Linked DNA regions of Rattus norvegicus: region 2 is linked to region 1. A link is a contact called in public Hi-C data. All regions are on one chromosome and are shown on one strand. The core of a region is the stretch at or near the end of the contact, and the rest is flanking DNA. Distances in the headings are between cores, read along the strand shown. Region 1 holds the start of Usp38 (ubiquitin specific peptidase 38). Region 2 holds the start of Smarca5 (SWI/SNF related, matrix associated, actin dependent regulator of chromatin, subfamily a, member 5).

The links. Hi-C and Micro-C count contacts between places; a contact is called where the count stands out from the background.
Region 2: a contact with region 1 is called in a Hi-C map of liver, with 4 times the contacts expected there. The contact joins the promoter of Smarca5 here to the promoter of Usp38 in region 1. A contact is called at or near these places in 1 of 12 Hi-C or Micro-C datasets (liver) and 1 of 1 datasets of contacts at active chromatin or transcription factors (oligodendrocytes).

Annotation. Positions count from the first base shown.
Region 1 is chr19:43,909,053-43,912,169 of GRCr8, reverse strand. Usp38 (ubiquitin specific peptidase 38) reads right to left here and starts at 1,696. Exons shown (of 10, transcript NM_001107418.2): 1 at 501-1,696. The coding sequence starts at 1,182.
Region 2 is chr19:44,174,052-44,177,659 of GRCr8, reverse strand. Smarca5 (SWI/SNF related, matrix associated, actin dependent regulator of chromatin, subfamily a, member 5) reads right to left here and starts at 1,365. Exons shown (of 24, transcript NM_001107419.1): 1 at 1,315-1,365. The coding sequence starts at 1,320.

The sequences.
Region 1 (3,117 bases), core at 447-2,946:
GGACAATCTTATAATAGATTGTGCGCAATTCATGAATTTTTAAAAAATGAGAACACTGGAAAACAGGAAAAAACAAAACAAAACCAACCCTTCAATAAGATGATAGGTTACACATAGGAACAATAACGCCCTGAGGCGAGCATCATAGATGACCATTAATCAGTAATGACTAGAAGCTTCTCATCCTGGCTGTCTGCCCATAAGAATTCCAAAACTGGAACAGAGGTGGTGTAATTAAATGACTTGTTCAGTGACAAAGGTCTTTGGACTCAACATTTTTGCTCCAGCATACCATTCTGAACAAGGCAGTGAAGTGGAGTAAAATTTTGGATGAGAATTATTTAGATTTGCTATCCATCAAGAATGTCTCTTACTGGAGGATTTACTTCAATACAATATGCCTGCCGCCCCCATGAGAATGTTTCCGGGAAGTGCACTGTGTTTATGAGACACACATGTTGAATTTCCAAGACATACTTCCCTGAAATAATGACCCTTACCTGTGGAAGAGATGCTTGCAAAAACTTCTTGCAGAGAAGGTAGCAGCGTGGAGGGCTCAGCCTTCCAAATATTCTGTAGTAAGTTACTCACTTTTGTTACCTGGGAGACATACTCCCGGAGCTCCTTCTCCTGGGTGGACACACACTGGAAGTGACCTATCGTCCGAACCAGCTGTTGACAGAAGGTAATGGACAGTTTCCCTTTGGGGACGCACTGCACGAAATCCGTCAGGAGGTCGCTCAGCCTGGCACAGAGTAGTGGCTCCGGCCTCTCGCAAACCATTCGTAAGACCTCCACCTGTAACAGGCTGAAGAGGTCCAGCACCGACGGGCAGCTCATAATCAGCTTCAGGCCGTTGTGAATGTAGTCCAGGATGGCTACGTCCTTCCTGTCCAGTGAGTGGTAGCCCTGCTGAAGGAGGCCCAACACGAAAGTCTTGTTGAAGAAGGACTCGAACTCCGGCCGGTGGTACCGCGCGTAGGCCTCCAGCACCTGGTGGCCCACTTGTCGCTGGAAGGGGTCCTGGCCCTCCAGGATGAGGCGGGTCGTCAGGTCAAACATGGCCTCGCACTGCGCCTCGTCGAGCCAATGCTCCGCGGATTCCACCACCTTCCGCACAATCATCCGCTTGAGGGGCAGCGGGTGCGAGGAACTCACCAGACCCTCCAGAATCTTGTCCATCGTCGCCACTCTGCAAGGCCAGGCCCAGGGGATAAGGAGCTGGCGGCGGCAGCCCGGGGGGACACCAAGGAGCCGCGGTGGGGGTGAACTTGAAGCCAAGCAGCAGCAGGTCTGGCCACCGCCACCGCTGCCTCAGCAGCCACATTTATCGAGTGGGAAGGCCCATCCGAGCTGGGACGGGAGCGGGCGATTCTGGGGCGCCGAAAGGCTGTCAGTCCCCGCGGTCCGCCTAAGGAGCCGGAGGTCCGCACACGGCTGCCTCGCTGGGCCCGCGACCCCTCTCAGCATTCGGGCACAGGGACCCTCCAGGCCTCCAGGCTGAGCTGGAAGGTGAGGAGCGCCTTCGCGTCCCGGGGTTGTGAGGCGTCCAGACGTCCGCGGGTGGGCAGTAAAAAGCCGCCCTCGGTTGAGTCAGGAGGCGCTGTCAACCAGAGTACCTCGATCTGCCAAGGAGAGGAGCTGGAAGCGCCGAACACCCTTAACCCGGAAGCAGAAATACCGGCAAATAGGAAGTGAAGTTCCGAGGCACAGCAGATAGGTCCGCCCTCGCCCCGCCCACTTTCTTCCGGTCCTTTCTCGTCTACATTCGACACATTTCCTGCGGGCCCCGCCCCTCCCCCTCTTCTCCATCTAGCTCCTCCCCCCGACAGGCCGCGGTCCCTTCCCTGGCGCGCAGGCGCAGAGGCACTGAGTGAGTCACGCGGCCACTCTCGCGTCACTGGCGACGATGAGGAACGTCACTGGCGGACTTCCGGAGGAGCTGTTCTGGGAATCTGGAGGGCATGTCTGTACTGTGAGGGTCTGGTCACTCGACGCACATGGATCCCGTCGGTGTTGCTCCTTAGAGACCCAGAGGTCGCTCAGCACGACAGAATGGAGAGACTATATTAAGCGACTGCCTGAGGAGAAACTCTTCTCACAGGGCAGCCCGAATAACGCATTTCACAGGGAGCTTTAAAAGGCAAAGAACACGGAAACACTATTTCCTACTTTGCTGTTGGCACGGGGAATAAAGTAAGCAGGTAGCTTAATAGAAGCCCCGAACCTGCAGCTAGGGAGGCATTTCCCCGAGTTTCTAGGACAGGGTTGGAGTACAGGACTTTTCACTTTCATCAGGGGATGATGGTGTTAGTTTGAGAGTAAGCCGAAGATGGCTCCTGCTGAGACAAAATGGAGGAGCCCTTTTACTCTGTCGTAGTCTGGATCACGTTCCTTATGAAGAAAATTCGAGGAAGTGCTATATTAATTGTTTAAAATCTTGAGTCTGAGAAAGTTCTGCAAACTCGGGAGCACTGCTTGAGGAAGTGAGAAAAGTATAAGAAAAAAACATGCTTTGGGGGAAATTTTTTAGAAGACATACTGCCTTAAGTGGCTGTGTTTTTCCTATGAGACGATTGCTAATGTAAGGAGTGCTGGTAGCTCATGCGTTTAGTGATGATTTGAAACAAGGTTGTAAAAATAGTGAGCCTTTTTAGTCAGTGTTCAGTGTATAAGCTGTGCCTCAAGTAGGCCGGAGCGCAAACCTGAGACTGAAGGCATGTGTGTGTGCTTGTATAAAAGAGAACTTTGAAAAGAAAACTTTTGAAGATACCATAAAGCTTATATTAAAGATCTTTTAGAGCAGGGAAGGACAAATGGGGGTCATCACACGTGTACCCTTTCAAGTTAAGTCCCAAGGATTCAGATGGATTTTAAACTCCAGGTCTTTGTAAGTGACCTAGTCTTAAAAGTACCTGACAAGGCCCGGCCCTTGGTACCCTTAGTACTGAAACACAAACCTTAATCATAGACTATTATTTTGGAAAATGTTGCCTAATTATATTTTCCTTCAGTCTTGTTTAATATAGTTGTGAAATCATTGTGAAACATTGCTAGTTATCATTGTATACCTTATAAGTGTCCAATAGGGGGAAAAAAGGTTTTTCTTGCCACAGA
Region 2 (3,608 bases), core at 116-2,615, 270 kb before region 1:
GTTTATTCTTATTGTTTTGGTTTTTTGAGACAGGATTTCTCTGTGTAGCCCTGGCTGTCCTGGAATTAGCTCTGTACACAAGGCTGGCCTCAAACTCACGAGATACCTCTGCCTCTGCCTCAAGTTCTGGGATTAAAAGGCCTGAGCCACCAGATTCCTTTATTTCATGGAACAGAAATATAAGAATCCAAGTTAAACAACCCTAGAAACTCTAAAAACCATTTAAAACCATAGGGGGAGCATCAAATACATTTTTAAACTGAAATTGCATTCACTTCAAATTGGTGCACTACACCAGCACCTACCTTCCCCAGGAAAAGTTGTTTCGAAGATTAACAATATTTCACCCAAGCTGCCCAATAAAAGTAAGCACACTGCACCATCATCTCCTTAGAGTGTAAATTCTATGCTAAGGTTCATTTTTATTGTATTACTTCCAATCTGAGGATTAAATTCCCAGGAATCTTCAGACTGGAACCTCAAATAATAATAACACCTCAAAACAAGACCAAGGCCAAGAATAAAAATTGGGAGCAATAACTTGGTTTCCAGGCAACTCAAAGCCTGGGAGCATATCCAAGAGACCTGCCTGGCAGCTCCCCCATTTTCCACCCTTTCCCTGCTTCCTCCAGTATTGTCACCATCATCTGGCCCACTAGAGCCCTGAGAAGGTGGTTCAACAGCGATTCCTCCAAATGGCTTCAAAAGGAAGCAACGTACTGGGCTAGGAGCCCATCACCCTCCCCCGATGCTCCCATTCATTCAGTTTTCCACGCATACACCCCTAATTGGATGGGGAACCAAGACAGGTGCTGCGGCTGTCATGCTCGCTCTCCTCCCAGTGGAGCAGGGCCCAGGAGGGGCCTCCCCTCGCTGCACAGAAGCAGCTGCGCCCCGCTTATCCCCACTGCGCATTCGGCCCTCCAGTTCTCGCCATTGTTTCTGCCCAGAACAGACTGATGCCGCCCCCGCCAGCACGGGATGAGGCACTGGAGGCGCAAGTCCTCAGCTGCGACGCTGGGAAACGTCGCCCTCGCCCCGGGAATCCCACTCCGGAGGGGCATTTCCCTCGCCCTCCTCAAAGTTTAGTGCAAACTAAAACCTAAATCGGAGGAACCCGAGCGAGTTCTGGGGGAGCCTAGCGATAGAGGAAACGGGTCCCTTCGGCCACAGTAATCAGGAACATGTGTTTCGTAAGAGCGATCCGCGATCTGGCTAGGCTAGCTACACCGAGGGGGAAAACGTAAAGGTGAAGTGCGGGAGACGCGCCAGCAGAGCATCCATCTCCCTACCCCACGCCCCGGCCGCGCTCACCTCCATCTCGGTGTCCGCGGGACCCGCGCCTGTGGCGCTCGGAGCCGCCGGCGCCGCGCCGCCCTCCGGGCCGCCTTTGTTGCCGCTGCTGCTCCCGCCGGCGCCCGCCGCCGAGGGCTTGGAAGGCGCGCTCTCGGGAGGCGGGGGCGGCGGAGGCTCAGCCGTGGACGACATGTTCCGGCTGCGTCACCCGCCGCGGCCACGGGCAGGCGCGGCGCCGAGGAAAGCGGCCTGGGCCTGCGCGGCTCTAGCGTCCGGGCCGCCGGAGGAGCGAGACCCGCCCGGAAGCTCTCACGCGCAGGGGCTCCGCCACCGACCAGAGCCGGCCCAGCCGCGACGCTCGCCTAGTCCTCCTCTTCCGCGGGACTCCGCTCCACTGGCGTTTACCTCACGGCGGGAATCACGTCGACGAGGGTGGGCGGGGCCAGCGGGGTCAAGGAGGTCAGGGAGGGCGGGCTGACTGTGAGGAGGCGGAGGGCCGAGGGAAAGGGAAAGGAAAGCGAAAGGTACTCAGAGGTCTCCCGGCGCCTTCTCCTCTACCGGAGTAGATTATCTTCTCCAACCAACCAGACAGCGACCTACGCCACCCGCTCTCAACCCTCGCGAGATCGCTAGTTCCCCCTTCGAGGGCCGGGTTGCGAGGGCGCATGCGCCTGTTCCTCCTAGACTCCGCCTCCTCCGGGCCGCCAGCGGGTTGTGGAAGGCGAGTGGGCGGGGCCTCGAGGAGGCGCGTCGGCGGAGGTTTGCGCGTTCGCTCCTTCGTGTGACGCGAGCTGGCTCTTCGGCGCTCCCGTAACGGCTCCGCTCGCTGTCTCCCGCCGGCTAGAGAGGCCCGCTTGGGAACGGCGCGACTGCCTGGCGACTGTTAGGCGTGGAGCAGAGGCCTGGGCTGGCCTTCGTCGTCCTACCGCCTTCGCTCACTAGCGTGACGTTAAGTGACGTTGGACGCCTGAGAAGAAAAATCTCCTCAGAATTAAACTCTGTGTTCGCTGCATCGGTCAGCTCCCCTTAGAGAGTTCGGTCTATCTCGGCGTTTGTGAACTTCAGGTTAGGCCAGAAGACGCGCTGCCCTGTGAGAACACGAATGGCAACAGATGAAGACAAATGAGAGCGTGTTTTTTACATCAAACAAAAATGCACGTTTGTCTCCAGAAGTGTTTACTAGGCGTGGTGATGCACGCCTTTAATCCCAGCACTGGGGAGGCAAAGGCAAGCAGATCTCTGAGTTCAAGGCCGCCTGATCTACAGAGCGAGTTCCAGATCAGCCAGGGCTACAAAGAGAAAAGTGTTCGTTGTTCTTGTTGCTTCTTTATCCTGCCTCAGGCTGTCATGGAAGCTACTGAGGTCTTTCGTCCTATCCTACAGAATCTAAACACCTACTCCCATGCACAAAAGATATTTGTCATCTTAATCCCGCTCGTTATTTCGTCCCCACCTATATTGAATAAAACTCTTTTCCAGACCTAATTTCAAACTTCTTGGAATAGATAATATTCATATATAAGTTTAAATGTTCGAACCAGTCGAATAATCTTTAACCAGAATTGAGATCTGAAAACGATCTCCTTTAACATACTGTGGTTGTAGCTCTTTAGGTAGACTGCTTGGGGGAGCGTGCGTGAAATCCTGGCTTTGAGTCCTAGCACCATTTAATCTTGATGCGGTGATTCATGCCCAAAATCCCCGCATTTAGGGAAGTGTAGGCAGGAGGATCCAGCGTTCAAGGTCATCCTTGGCTACTAGGTGATCTTTTCTCCAAAAACTAATAAGGAGCTGGAACAGATGGCTCAGAGGTTAAGAGCACTGGCTCAATTCCCAGCACCCATATGTCAATTCACAACTATAAGTCTAATTCCAGGGGATTCAACACCCTCACACACATATGCATAATTAAAAATTTGGGGAGGTGGGACAGAGAAACTCTGACCATCCTGGACTCACTCTGTAGACCAGGCTGGCCTGGATTGAAGATATCCACCTGCCTCTCAAGTGCTAGGATTAAAGGCGTACCCTGTGCCACCACCGCCCAGCAAAATCTGTTTTTAAAAATTAGTAAAGAAAAATATTTCAAGGATCTAATGCTTACATATATGTGTGGTTAAATACAGTAATTCATCATAGTCTTCATAGTGGCAAAAAGCTAGTAAAGGGCTAAAATTGAACATATTGTACACCTATAAAATGAAATAGTAACAGTCAGCAACATTAACATAAAAGTATGTTGATTATGAAACACTCTGAAATTTTTTTGCACTTCAAAAATGTGTTCAAACAAACATGTATTTGTGGAATTA